2 separate regions of the Rattus norvegicus genome follow, and region 1 is linked to region 2. Evidence: chromatin contacts called from public Hi-C data. All regions are on one chromosome and are shown on one strand. The core of a region is the stretch at or near the end of the contact, and the rest is flanking DNA. Distances in the headings are between cores, read along the strand shown. Region 1 holds the start of Sult6b2 (sulfotransferase family 6B, member 2). Region 2 has its middle 15 kb from the start of Cmas.

The links. A called contact is a pair of places that touch in the nucleus more often than the background predicts.
Region 1: a Hi-C map of liver shows a contact between it and region 2, with 2.5 times the contacts expected there. The contact joins the promoter of Sult6b2 here to the enhancer-like site in region 2. A contact is called at or near these places in 3 of 12 Hi-C or Micro-C datasets (the A7r5 cell line, kidney and liver).

The regions. Positions count from the first base shown.
Region 1 is chr4:177,490,575-177,497,901 of GRCr8, forward strand. It overlaps Sult6b2 (sulfotransferase family 6B, member 2), which reads right to left and starts at 4,803. Exons shown (of 6, transcript XM_575715.8): 1 at 4,619-4,803; 2 at 2,446-2,630. The coding sequence starts at 4,763.
Region 2 is chr4:177,430,856-177,438,371 of GRCr8, forward strand. No RefSeq gene overlaps it. Among named protein-coding and RNA genes, the nearest start is that of Cmas, 15 kb to the right of the region's middle. Within about 2 kb of position 2,131, at least 35 of the 93 cell types and tissues checked have an H3K27ac peak or open chromatin away from gene starts, as enhancers often do. A contact at or near this core is called in kidney and liver, where this site is marked.

The sequences.
Region 1 (7,327 bases), core at 3,553-6,052, 62 kb after region 2:
CTGAGAAACCTGAAGAATCATTGGAGGAGGTTAGGAGCTATAGAGAAGTCAGGATGGTACTCCAGGAGACGTGGGGGAAGAGACATTGGCTAAAGCATCACGGGGAGACAGAGAGATGGCTTAATGGTTAGAACCCTTGCTGTTCTTCCAGAGGACCCCAGTTCAGTTCCTAGCACTCACACTGGACAACTCACAGCTGCCTGTCATTCCAGCTCTAGAGGGATCCAGGTGTCCACAGACACCTGCACTCATGTGCACAAGTGCGTGCGCACACACACACACACACACACACACACACACACACACACATACACACACAAATAATAAAAGCAAAATCATTGTTAAGCATAAAATGTTAATCATAAAATGAGTAACAAAATATAAATTTCAAGCTCTGGATTTCCCTGACAGAAAAGAGCAAGGAAAAGTAAAGATTAAGAAGTGCAATCATCTGTAACTCCCTGTCACCCTCTTCTGCCCTCCCAACCACACACAACAGCTACACATGAGGTGCAAAGACACCCAGGAAAGTATTTTTTTAATATCTGGATTTGTACCACCTTTTTAAAAAATATATAGATTTATTTTATATGAATACACTGTAGCTGTCTTCAGACACACCAGAAGAGGGCATCAGATCCCATTATAGATGGTTATGAGCCACCATGTGGTTCCTGGGATTTGAACTCAGGACCTCAGGAAGAGCAGTCGGTGCTCTTAACCACTGAACCATCTCTCCAGTTCGAAAGTTTATTTTTAAAATGAGAAACAAACAAACAACAACAACAACAAAAAAGGCTAAGTGAAGCTGAGAGGTTTGGGGGGGCAGTTAGAGGGACTAACTCTCTGGTCTGATCAGCCTTACAGGGATAGGGAAGTAGGAAAAGTTGACTGACTCTCAGGCCCTCAGGACTAACCAATAACCATATCCATGGAGGGCCTACATTTTTAATTATATGCAGCATTGCGTCATGAGCTGATAGGAACAAGGTGTTCGATTTATGTTTCAATGGACAACCAGGGGACCTGCAATTGACTTAGATAAGAAAGTATTTGCTGAGTCATTTAATGTCATCCCTATCTTCTGGAGGAGAAGGGAAGAGGCTTGGTTCCTTCCCATCAGGTCTATTGAGAAAGGGTGCACCTTAAAGCTGCACATTCAGTGTAGAGGTAAAGAAGAACCTGTCTCGGACTCAGGTCCTTGCTCAAGTGGCCTGTCACCCACATGTGTCATGTGTGTGGGACAAATACCAAACTGCCTGGCTGGTAATGATTGCTTGAGAATGTCATTAGTTACTGGAATTAGATCCCCACCTCCATCTCCCTCCCCCTCTCCTCCTCCTCTTCCTTCATTTCCTTCTCCTCTCTTTCTCCCTCCCTCCCTCCCTCCTTCTCTCCTTCCCCCTCTCTCCCCCTCTCTCCCTCCCTCCCTCTTCCTTCCCTCCCTCTTCCCTCACTTTCTCTCTAACTCCCTCTCTGTCTCTCTGTTTCTGTCTCTCTCTGTGCCCCTCTCTCTCTCCCTATCTCTTCTTCCCTCCCTCTCTCCCTCTCTCTGCCCCTCTCTTTCTCTCTTCCCCCTCCCTCTTCCTCTTTCTCCCCTCCCCTCATCCTCCTCCTTACTCTCCCATCTCCAGTGTCCTTCCATGTCTCTCTCCCTCTCTCTGTATTTAATCCAGGAGCTGAATCCTTATCCGCACATTCCTAAAAAGATTACATCGACTGCTAATGCCATATGCTAGAAATTCACTTTGCTTGCTGAGTTATTTGCTCCTGGTATTGTTTTTCCTGTACAGATACGTTTCAATCACACTGAGAATATTTGTTACACATGAACTAAAAGCATGGTTTCCTATCCCTTTATCATTTAAAAATCTCCCTGTGAAAATGTAAAGGAGGAAAATAAAGCTGTGAAAATGGAAAATGTCCTTCAAATTATAATTAGCTTTTAAAAATTCTAGGCCGTGAGTTAATAATGGATCAAGGAAACCGTCCTGTAGCATTTCTTCCTATAATAACTTTTTTCCCAGAAAAGGTAAAATAAATACAAACAGCACTTACTTTACTACCGCGGAGCCCCATGACAGGGCAAGAACACAGAGCCCCAGGGCTAGAGAGACTGCTCAGTGATTAGGAGCACTGGCTGCTCTCGCAGAGTCCCGGGTTCAGTTCCCAGCACCTACGTGGTGGCTCACAACACTGGTAACTCCAATTATAGGAGAACTTTTGCTTCCTTTGGGAGCCCAAAGCCACTGCATGCACATAGTGCACATACACACCCGAAGGCACTCACTCACGCTTACACATCAAATGAAAAGGAAATGAATCCTTGGGGGAAAAGAACTGAGCATTTCTGAGGCTGCCCCTGGGCAGCAGCACTGAGCAACCCGGAGGCTGCCCCTAAGCAGAACTGAGCATTCCCAGGTTGCCCCTGGGCACAGCACCCACCTTGCACTGCTTCTGTTTCACAGTCACCGGAAGCATTTCATAGTTCAGATGGGTCGGGATAACTCTTCTCTTAGGAACCATTCTTAGCTCTTCAAATTTAGAAATGTCTCCCAGTTCAACAGGAGATGTGAGCGTGATGCCGGCGTTGGGAATGCGCTCAATGACTTCTGCCAGCCAGTGGGTGCCTGCAAGCAAACAGAGGTTGGAACGCACTTGTAATTCCACGTTGCACCTGAGCACGGGGCGCAAATGCACGTTATGTGAACACCGCAAGCCTGACTGCTCTCAGTGGTTCTGATGCTGACACCCCTGGAAGCTGGTGAAATGCTAACTGGGTTTGTGGAGTAGACTCCGGTTACAGGAGTGCAAAGGTTTGCACAGGACGTTTGCTGAGCCCTTCCTTTAAAGTAATTGTTACCACTCACTTCTAGAAACTTCCAATCACCAGCTCACATGCATCTTCCCTAATGTGGTTCCCACGGACCATGAGCGCTTCTCTTTTTATAGGCCATCTTCAAGCCTCTCGACCTGCCCCTCACATTACTCTCCTTTCTGCCTCCCCATGGTACCCAGGCCCTTCCTCTGTTAGAACACACACCAGAACACAGTTATAATGGCACCTGAAGAGAGACACAGATCCTCTGTATGCATGGGATGGTATCTGTGCTAACCAAGCATTTAAATCATAAATGTTTGTCATACTCAGATAAAAGGTGGAAACCGTGGAATTTGAAAAACGGCACAGAATTCTGTTTAGGTTCTGGTTTTTGTGGGTGGGTGTGGGGTGGGGATGGGGGTGTTTTGAATTGTATTTGTTATTATTGTATTTGTACACAATGGGGGTAGGGGATGCCACAGAGGGCACGTGAATGTCAGAGGACAGCTTTGTAGAATCGGTCATGGCTTCCCCCTGTATCCATGCTCACCAGATCAAATTCACATGGCCCAGGCTAACACAGGAAGGGCTTTACCCATGTGCCTGCCCAGTTGTTCTCGTGTTTGTTGATGGTGGGGGAGATGTTACACAGGGATGATACAGGGGTCTGAACCATGTGCTGTGTTCATGCTACACAAGAGCTCTTCCCTGAACATCCCACTGCCGTCACCCAGCCAAGAATTCAACCCCACACTTTGCTGAAGCAAACGATGGCTGCACCCCAATTTTGCAGCAGAGAAACTAAAGCTTGCAGGAGGGAGTGGGGACATTTTGCTCATTTGAAGACTACATCCCCGAGGAGGTTAAACCAGGCTAGTGCCCACTATTTCACTGTGATTTCAGTGACACTGACTGGATAAATAAATACTGTCTACAGTGATCTGACTTGCTCTGTAAGTTTTACATTAAGTATCCTTTACAAAGGTCTGGGTTTTTTTTTCTTTTTTTTAAAGATTTATTTATTAGTGTGAGTGTTTCTCCTGCAGGCATGTGTGTATCTTGTGAGTACGTGATATCTGCAGAAAAAGGCTTCAGATTCTCTGGAACTGGAATTAAGAATTGTGTGTGTGTGTGTGTGTGTGTGTGTGTGTGTGTGTGTGTGTGCGTGTTCTCAAAAAGCCTCTGACCCCTGTGCACTTTGCTTCTTCCCACACTGATGACCTGTCTGACGGGGAACTACAGTTCATAAGTGACTAAACAAATGGCAGCTTGGCTACTCCTTGTTGAACTCCTTCCCTGTAGTCACCATCTCTATGTGGCCACTATTCTGGAAACAGAGGCAGGCAACCGGACGTTACATAACAAAAGGAAGTCAGCATAGAACCAACTCCCAGAAGTGCAGCCTGGCCTTGCTTATACCCACTGACATCCATTCTGAAGTAAAAGTGTAGCAGGGAAAGTATTTAGAGCTCTCATTAGAGCAGGTGAACAAAGGTATCGACAATTAAGTAGGAGCGAGCAAAGGCTGTTTAGTCATGGGCAGGAGAGAGTGGGAATCTCTCACAGAGCCAATTTTGCTTACTGCATATGATTTATGCACCTTCATAAATCAAATGGAAAGCTTCCGCACAGCTCCAACTACTTCACCTGAGTCTTTAAGGAAATCTAAATCCTTGAAGACCATTTCCCCGCCTTTGGAATAAACAGTCTGCCAAATGAACGGAAACAATGTTTCCACCTCTTACCGTTGCATTTGTTACTCTGTATCTTTTAGTGCACTTCAGGGAGTAAACTCACCGGATTTGGGGTAGGAAACCAGAAATATGTCATCTTCTCTCGCATCAAAGGAGTCCAAGGAACCAAGGAGTTCTTCTGAAGACATGACAGAGAAGATGACACCCCTGTACTTATGAAGGAGACTTGGCTGACTCTCGGATGACATCTTCCACTGACCCTGTTAGAGGCTGTATGCTCAGCACCGCCCCTCCACAAGCCACAGGCAAACCTGGCCCTTGGTCACAACCCCAGCAGAGTGGCAGAGGGATCTTGGTATCTCTAAGCTGACATTCCATGTGTCTATATATACCTTTTGCAATTCTGTACAAGAATAATTTTTAAACCACCAGCGAGCCAATGTCTATGATAAAAGTCATGTTATCTGAATTTTCCTGATAAGGCGGGTTACAGAATGTGTCCTTCCAACCCAGTTCAGGATCATTTGCATAGATCACTACCAGGCCACCAAGAGTAATCACTGTGTTATGATAGGACCACTAATCAAATCTTTGTCCTAAATAGGCAAAGGCTTTAGTCACCATAATGAATTATATCACTGAAAGTCATTAGGAAAATTGGGTTTCTACTCATTAACACGGTATAGGAAGAAGCCAGTACTTAGAGTTTGACGGGAAAGGAGACAGAGACAAGGAAACACGAAAATTTCCAGGAATTGGGAAATACTCTTGCAACAATCTTTATGAGCTATAGTTTAGAAGAAATACAATGAGAGTCGTAATACCACACACTAGAAATGGACTTGTTGAGAACACATGCCGCCAGGAGGCTGTAGAGAGGGAAGCTACCTCTTATCACACTCCGTTTTAGTCTTGGTTGATAACATGACAACATTCCAGGTTCAATCAGGTGTGGGGAGGAAATGCCTAGTTATTTTCAACGAGCCTCAGTTGAGAATTTGGCTTGTCTGACAGTGGAAGGAACATTGGAAGGCATTGGAAGAAGAAAGACGCCCGTGGCCGTAACAGAAACAAGTGATCACGTACACTGGAGATGAATCCACACACAGGGGATAAGAAAGAACCCACTGAGAGAACAAGCATGTGGAGGGGAAGCTGCCGCTGGGTGGCAAGATCAGCACTCGGGATGACCCGGCTTCCTGTGTTCTGGGCCGAGGCAAGAGGAAGCAGAGCTTTCCGTGGGCTGGTCACGTGGTACAGTTGCTGGGCACACAGGAAGCCAGGAATGGATACCCAGGGACACAGACACAACGTACGGTGCTACAGGCCTGCAATCCTAGCACCCGGCAGGTGGAGGCTGGAGGACTGGAAATTCAAGGTCCTTTTTAAAAATAAAATCATTGGCGGGATTAACCTTTTTTTTTTTCTTTTTTCTTTTTTTTTTTGGAGCTGGGGACCGAACCCAGGGCCTTGCGCTTGCTAGGCAAGCGCTCTACCACTGAGCTAAATCCCCAACCCGGGATTAACCTTTTAATAGTTAATTTTTGCATCACCTCCCAATTGGCTCCCTTTAAAAATATTTATTTTTGCTTAATTAAAATACAATTATCTCACATCATTTCTGCCCTCCTCTCTCCTCCCCACTACCCCTCTCAGGTCCTCCCCTCCCAAATTCACACCCTCCTCTTCCTTAACTTTGTCGTAACATATACAACCGTGTTGCTGTATACACATAGAAGTGTAAATGAATGAATGTGCAGTCGGCATTCAGTGCAGCCTGACGTACGGTCAGTGCTGTTTGCACCTAGATGTTTCATGTTTCTAGGACTAATTACTCCGTACTAGAGAACCAACCCTCAGGGCTCATCCCTGGGCAAAACTAACTTCTCCTCAGAGTTCTTCCTCTAGGGGCAGGGCCTGTGAGATTTCTGTCATCTGCACTGGGATGGCAAACTGACGTGGAATTGTTCAGGTAGCCATATTGTTGCGGCTGCATGTGTACAGTTTCCCTAGCATGGCTGGAAAGAACAGTTTCACCTCAGACCTCCCGGTCCGATCATACAACCTTCTGTTCTCTCTTTCTTGATGGCCTCTGAGCCTTGGGTTATGCTGTAGACGTACTTGCTGCCGCTAAGCACCCTGTGGTCCAATGTTCTCCCTATTTTGACCAATGGTGATTTTCTGCAACGGTCTCTTTGACGAGGGGTGAGAGCTACACTCACTTGTGTAAGTGGTGAGGATGCAGATAGGAATCGTGTTGGTCTAGTACAGCAGTGGGTGGAGAGTCTCCATTAAGGTCCATGACCTCACTGGTCCTGGGTAGTTGGCTAAAGCTCCAGTATCAATGAGTTCCCTCCTGTCGAATGGGCTTTGAGTCCAACTAGACAGCTCTCGGTTGCCATCCAGGGATAAGCGCTGCCCTTGGAACCTTAGGGCTATCTTGCCAGCTGGTCATTGTGCTTCCTCTCATTACAGCTGGGTGGGACCTATTGATTATTTCCCTCCCTTGGCAGTTTGCATATCAGTGTCCAGAACCCTGAAAGCTAGCCCTGGGGAGGAGGCTTTCCCATCAGTTCCAGTGAAAATCCGGAGTCCTATGTCCAAAGTACATGGAGTCTTCAGCAGTAGGGTCTTCCCTTCCACTTCTGGGAGACAAACCGGGGAAATGGCAGCAGCATTTGGCAAGTCTCTTGGGCATTCCTGTTCAACAATTTGAAAGGAGGTTTCTTACGCCTGGGATTGGGGTTTTTATTAGATAACCCATAGCTTTTCGTCACCCCAAGTGAAATAATTTCATTTAAGTTATATAATG
Region 2 (7,516 bases), core at 881-3,380:
CTGTGGGGCGCTGTGGGGCTCTGCCTGCATCAGGCAGAAGTTCCCTGCTCTGAGGCGATGTGCTTGCTGCTCAGACTCCTATCTTCTGTTCACTGAGGGCTGAAGGGCAGTTCTCTGAGCTAAGGTGAGCGGAGTCCTTATCCCCTTGACAAAGAACTAAAATAAAACTGATCTAAATAAAAACATACTTTGATAATGAATTCCCAGCATAGCTTTATTTAATTATAAATTCTTACGATTTGTTATCTATCTGAGTTATGTTTAATTTGGCTTTAAAATATTCTGAGAAATTTAGCAGTCAACTCTTGTGAGCTGACTCTAGCCAGCCCTGAAGGGAAAGAGGGCAGAGCCAAGGAGACTCCTCTCCTCCCTCCAGTCCTGTCTCCCTTCATCAGCGTGGGATTTCGCAGCCTTCCGGCCGTGCACATCATCGAGGAGGGACCCAAAGTACCAGATATACTTTCATTCTGCTGAGTTTACCACTGCAGTCCCCAACCGTGCACAGCAGGCACAGCAATGACATTCACAGTGACAGTAGCCAGAAAAGCTCCTCCTCGGTTGACACACTCTGAGTGCACCCTATCTGCTGGCCACTTGTGGCTTCCATTAAGCCTTGATAACTTTGACATCTTGAGTTAGTCAGCTAGGAGAACCTCGGAATGGGGTTTGAAGCCATGTCTAGCTTCAACACAAACTCTTTGTGCAGCCGAGGTGAAAGGCAACTGAGGACCAAGGCCCTTTCTGTGTGTTGAGACTTATTTCATGCAGGGGCTGGAGTGATGGACGGCTCAGCAGTGGAGAGCTCTAGCTGCTCTTGAAGAGCAACCCGTGTTCTGTCCCCAGCACCCATGGTGAGCGGCTCACAGCTACCAGCTTGAAGAGATTGGATGCCTCCTCCTGCCCTCTGCGGGCCCGCGCCTGCCTTCGTGCACACATAACTTAACAAAATATTTTTAAAACTTTCCCATCTGAGCAGCGTCACGTTACCACAGGACACTAGGCCCCTCCTGTTCTACTTCAGTGACTGAGAACAATGCATTGTGTCGGGGGTGGGGGAAGTGTTTGTTTCTGTGGACAAGAGGCATCCTTCATCTGTTCATGTCGAGGTTGTGGGCGGATTTGAAGAACTAAACGTGCTTTGATTTCTTGTAAAGAAGGGATCCAAAGGCTCGGAGAGGCTGGAGTGACGCATGAGTACATTTGTCACTTATGGCACACTTGCCCACGTAAGGAGGGTCCGAAAGACATACTTTTTCTAGGTAGCGTACGAAGTAGATTTTCGGTGGGAACCACAGCATCCTTGAAGAACTCTGAAGGGCTCACTTCATCGGCTAGACCAAATGTTGGGGGATGCAGCCATGAAAGGGGGAAGACTGAGTGTAATGAGAGGAATGGGTCCTTAGTCACCAAGACAACAAGATGTGCAGCCAGAACAGATACCAGAGGCATTGATTCTGCAGAGTTAAGGCCTTGGCTCATTAATCATAGTGAGTCTAGGAGTGAGATAGACAAGTCAGGTTCAATTCTCACCCATATGTGACAAGAGAAACTTCTGTGTCCAGCCAATGAAACTCGAATTCGAATCATTTAAAAAAAAAAGTTACAGCCTTTTGTCCAATCCCTATATTTGGGTCAGTTTACAGAATCAAACGCTTTGGAATGAGAGAGAAAACCTTTGTTCTCAGTCAAACATTTCATATGGTTAATATTTCTCCCAGCCTCTCCCTAAAGAGATCTCTAGCCTTTAACCAGGATATCTTTACACAAGGCAAAAATCAGTTGCTCAGAACGTTGGGAGACTTCCAGAAGCTGTCTATGAAATGACAGTGGATGCGGGTGACCATAGTGCTACTGAGACTTTTTAGAGTAGAGGCTTATGGGGTCAGGGACCACTCTATGTCCATATCACTGATCGCCCCTGTGTGATTTTCACAGTTCCAGAACATATAATCGGGTTAAGCACAGTTGGCAGTTAAGGTGTAATGTCAACAAGCCTTCCTTGATCCGTGGCGCTCAAACTAAGATGGTGGGGAAAGCCAAATGTGCCTGTCGGGGTCCCTTCCATTTAAGAGCAATGGTGATCTGAGTCAATGCTGCGTTCCTGGAGAAACGCCAAGGTTAGTGTAATGCTGAAACCAGAGAGCATTGAAGACAGGTCAAAGGGCTCTGGCAGACCAGAGCACACAAGCTTAGCACCCTCCAACAGGTTCTGCCTTTCTCTCTCCTCCCAGCTAAACCATTAGATGGTCTAGTCCCTTGTTTGGCCACTTCCTCCTCCTGAGGCAACCAAAGTCCAACTACAAAGTATTGAAGTCCAGCAACCAAAAGCCCCCTTCTGGCTCACCCAATTAACATGCCCCATCGAGGACTGGAGAGATGGCTCAGCAGTTAAGAGCACTGACTGCTCTTCCAGAGGTCCTGAGTTCAAATCCCAGCAACCACACAGTGGCTCACGACCATCTGTAATGGGATCCGATGCCCTCTTCTGGTGTGTCAGCTACAGTGTACTTATAAATAAACAAATAAATAAATCTTTTTTAAAAAATCTTTTTAAAAAATGCCCAATCAAAATAAAACAACTCATCCTAACACTGGGTCCCCCTTTCCCTTGATAAACTACCATTTGCTCATGGGTCCTGCCTGACTCCTCTCTACCCAGAGGCAGTCCTTTGTCTCTCCAGGGCAAATATTCCTTCTCTCTCTCCTTTGTTCCTTTCCCCTTCTCTCTTGTCCTCCATCTCCTGTCTTTGTCTCTTATTCCCTGCCCTTTGACCCTCCGGGACAAGTGAATCTCCTTCATGCTGAGAAGTTGGTCTTGGTGTGTCCTTTGCCAACTCCAGTGCTCTTAAGGGTGGTTTCCACCACAACCCTGGTCAGCTCCATTTTGCCTGTGTAGAAAACAAATGGGTCATGGAGAAAGATGGTGGGATACTGGGAGCTTGGCCAGGCTGTACCTCCAGTTACAGCAGCTGCACCAGATATGATTTTCATTGTCAGGAAGACCCACGTGTACCTTGGAAACTCAGATGCAGTTGTGGGTCTAGTAAGTGATTAGTTCTTTTTTTTCCCTCTATATTTTACCAGAAGACTCACCAGAATGGACTTGCTTCCAGCAGGTACGGCTAACAATACACCTTCACTGCCCTGTCTCTGACCAATGCTAGCACTTAATCTTACATCCCATGCAAGGATCCGGATTACTCTTTCCTTTCAGAAGACATCACTGATAAGCAAGAGGGTGGCTCAGCAGTAATGGTACCTGCCACCAACCTTGCCAACCTGAGTTGACACAAAGGCTTCACACGGTGGAAGGAGTAAGCCACCTCCCACACAATGTCCTCTGACATTCACACTCACCACACACACACACACACACACACACACACACACACGCGCGCGCGCGCGCGCGCGCGCGCATGCACACCACATGAATGTTAAACTCTGGGACCTTTTCCCTATGCAAAGCTTGTTAGGGGCCAGTGGTGGAACACATTTCAAGGCATCTGCTTTTAGGTTAAGCGTCAGCTGTTACATCCACAGCCTCTCAAGCAAGAGCACAGAGGCAAGCACTCTGGGTTTGAAGTCAGCATAATCTTCACTGGAGAGCATTACTGGGCAACCAGAAAGGCAGCTATCTCTGAGTGGGACCCAGAACAAGAGAAAGAGGCTCAACGTAAGCTTCCATGCCAACTGGATGTGTAACCCAACGCATGCAGCTATGTTTAAAGTAGCAGTAGCCATTGCTGCCCAGGGCCTTTGGAAAGCCCTAACGGTGAACTCACAGTGTGGGACTTTTAGAGCAAGGCCCTAACATCATCTGAGAGAAAAGAGAAATCTCTTTTTCCATTACTGAGCCTTCGTAGAGGGCACCAAGTTACCATGTGAGTTGCACCACGCATAGGAAGTGATTGTTGTGTTAAAACACGGGACCATAAAGCTGAGTGTGTACAGCTGTACTCTATCACTAATGGGAAGACTCTATGATACATGCATGTACATCATATACACATACAATTTATGTATATACATATACATATGTAGACATATGTATATGTATATAAGTACACACACACATACACACACACACACACACACACACACATATATATATATATATATATATATATATATATGACATGTAACTTACAAAATAAAGTTTCCAAATGCCCATGGTCCCCACCCCTGCTGCCCTTCCTCTGTCTCTCAACCAGTTCTTAAGTCTTCATGGAGAATTCCCTAAGAGAAGCTGACGGAGCCTGAGAAGACTGGCGCCCGGCTTACAGATGGTTCTTCATGCTATGCAGGCACCGTCTAAAAATGGACAGCTACAGAACACATGAGGTGATGTAGCAGTTCATAGACTGTACTCAGTGGTTTGGCTGTGTGACTGTGAACTTGGAAAGCACATAACTGGGAATGTCACATCTGGTGGTATCCAGTGGTAATTTCAGCACTTGGCAGGTGGAGGTCGGAGGATCAGAAACTCAGGGTCGTCAGTTTCCTGGCTGGTGTGAGGCCAGAGTGGGGCAGATGAGAGCTTGTCTTAAAGGGGCAGCGGGGGCAGGGAGAGAGGAAATTAATCACGGAGATATGCAGATTGACTTCCCAGAATGAGCATTTTAAAAGGGAATGGAGACCATAAGTCAACCCACTCTGCAGACACCAGCGGGTTCTTTCCTCAGCCAGCCTTGTCATTGCCAAACAGGCTCGTAGACAAAGGACCACGGTGCCAGCAATGGAGGTTACTCATGCCTTAGTGACATGGGCTTACTCACCATCCATCCATCCAGCCATCACCAAGTGCCTACCCTAACACCAAACTTTGATGCCGTATTATTCCTGGAGTAGAATAAGAAAGCAATGACCGATTATTAGGTGGTGATTTATTGGTTTATCTAGTAGTTTAGGGAAAGCACTGCTTGTAGTTCCTATTTGCCAGGCTTGATGTCATTCGCTACCTAGAACAGAAAGACCAGGAGGAACAGCTGAGATGACGGGCTGTTGGTCTTAACCCTCTGACTGCTGCGTACATGTCAGTAAAATCTTGCTTGCTTGCCCAACCCACTTCGTGGTTTCAGAGAATAAACTGAATGGCAAGTGGGCCCAGAACTATCTTGGCTTCAGTCTACCAGTACATACATCTCCTGTCTTCTACATTCATTGGTGTTGGGATGCTCATTCCAGAGACTCCTGCAACAGACCTGCAAAGTGCCGTGTGCACCATCAAGATGTCCCACAAAGCATTATCTATGGTCAACAAACTCACTTCACAGCAAAAGGGAGTGTAGCGAAAGGTCCGCGTTCCTAGAATTCACCTGCCTCGTTAACATTCTGAAGCGGACGGAGTGGTGGACCTGTGCAGTGGCCTTCTGGAGACCATTGCAACATTAGCCAGGTGCAATATCTTGTCTGACTGGGGTGAGCCCACAAAGGCTGTACACACTTTGAATCGGTAGCTAGTACATGACACCAAATTCACTGACCCAGTAAACAAGAAGCGGAAATAGAAGTGGTGCCTTTCAGTCTTAGGCCTTTGACTCTCCAATGTATTTTCTCCCTCTTGTTCCCATGGCATACAAGGTCACAGTTACAGAGGAAGGAATGCTCTCAAGCCAAAGGCACAATGATGGCGGCCACTGATTGTCACCTCACCACTCTGCCCTCCTCGGGCCTCTGAATTAACAGGCAAAGACTGAAGTATGGTGCCAGCTTTTGTGGCTGGTCCTGACTCCCGACGGGAAACTGAGCAACTACTGCACAGTGAAATCAGAGCCTCTCTAAATCTGTGGGAACATTTCAGTGCCTCGATGTTAAGGTCAGTGGGGGAAAAACACAAGTTGTCCATTCAGACAAATCCTACAGGAGTCAGTACTTGGGTCATCCTACCAGCTATACTGAGGTACCCGGTAGAGAAAAACAAAACCCAAAACTATAAACTGAGTGATATAGGAAGATAGGGATAAACACTAGCTAAGACAGGTGAGCAGTTATAGAAAAACAGCCTGGACTGGTGCGGGCCTTCTATCTTTGTGACATAATCAAGGCATTTTGACTTTATTAGTACCAAGTCAACTATTCCTCCTCCTGTTTAAGTTTCGAGATGGAGGAAGAGTAAACCCCCAAATCCTTCCCAGGATGGACGCAGGTCTCCTGATTTATTTGCACATGTCGTGCCCTCGATGCCTAGGTAGAGCCGTGGCTTCGTGGTTATCCTGGTCTGAAGATTAAGTGTGAACTAGCAGGAGTGTGCTGCCCGGCTGACGACGGGTGGAACTTGGGTGGTTCTTTTCCTGTGTTCCTTGACAGGGGGTAAGGGTGCATAGACATCTGGGACATGTTTATTGGCTTACGTTCTGCAGTGCTGTTCCTGAAAGGTATTAGAATTGGCTTGGGAAAGACGGCGTCGCCAAGGCGTCACCAGTGTGTGTGCAGTGTCACCTAAGCCACTGACTGAAAACGGAAGTATGCTCTGTCAGCCAGGACACCATCTCCTCTTCCTTTCAGAACTGTGCTCCTGGGTCTGAGGCCTGAAGGTTTGAGCCAGGACTCAACACTATGGCTTCTGGTCTCAAGCTAAGAGACCTGAACTGAGACTTACCTGTAGGTTCCTGGTCCTCTCAGCCTCAGGCCCTGGAGATGGCCCTGAAACCACCCAGGCCTCCAGCTTGTAGATAGACAATGCTGGGACTTCTCTGCCTCCTCGGTTGTAAGAAAACGCGTGACAAATCTCCCACGCTGGTTTTGCTTTTCTAACACAAAGAGTGTTTCATAAAGAAAAACTGACAACTTCCGGAATGTTCGAGGTGAGGTCTGTGATGAATTTTCCAAAGACAGTATGAGACTGACCATCATCTTCAATAATACAAAGATTTAAAATTTCACAAATGCGTGTAAGTTAAGCAGCATATTCCTGTAACATTCTTCAATTCTGTGAGTCAAATCTTACATTAAGATTACCAGGCCTCTGCTGTTAGCCCATTGTGGGCTTTCCTGCTCAATTTAAGTGCTTTCTTTCTATAAGAATGCATGCCTCTGTTGTCTTTAGGGTCTCATCAAATCCCACTGTGAGTTACTTTGCAGTACAAGGAATTGAGCCGCAGCCTTGTGTAGGCTGGGAAAGCACTGAGCTGCTGAGCTACCCCCAAATGTTATCTTCGCACCGTCTGAGACTTCTCATGAATGGTAAGGGCTCCCACAGGTTATAAAAACAACATTAACCAACCCCATCATGACACTAGGATATTCCTTAAAGAAATACAATTACTGCATCTAAATACATTTACATAAACTTATTGTAACTAAAGATTATTCAAATAAAATTAAAATTTATTAATATTTAACTCGACATTTTAAATGACTTTTCATCTTTGTTGATGGATTCTGAATACTGTCCGGTCTTTGATGGTTTGCACATCTTAGGAACAGTGTTGAAGTTGTTTGTGTTTAACAGTAAGCAACCACTCCTGATTGCTTCTTCTCTCTTCTCTCTGCTAATCAGCATGTTCATTTGACGCTT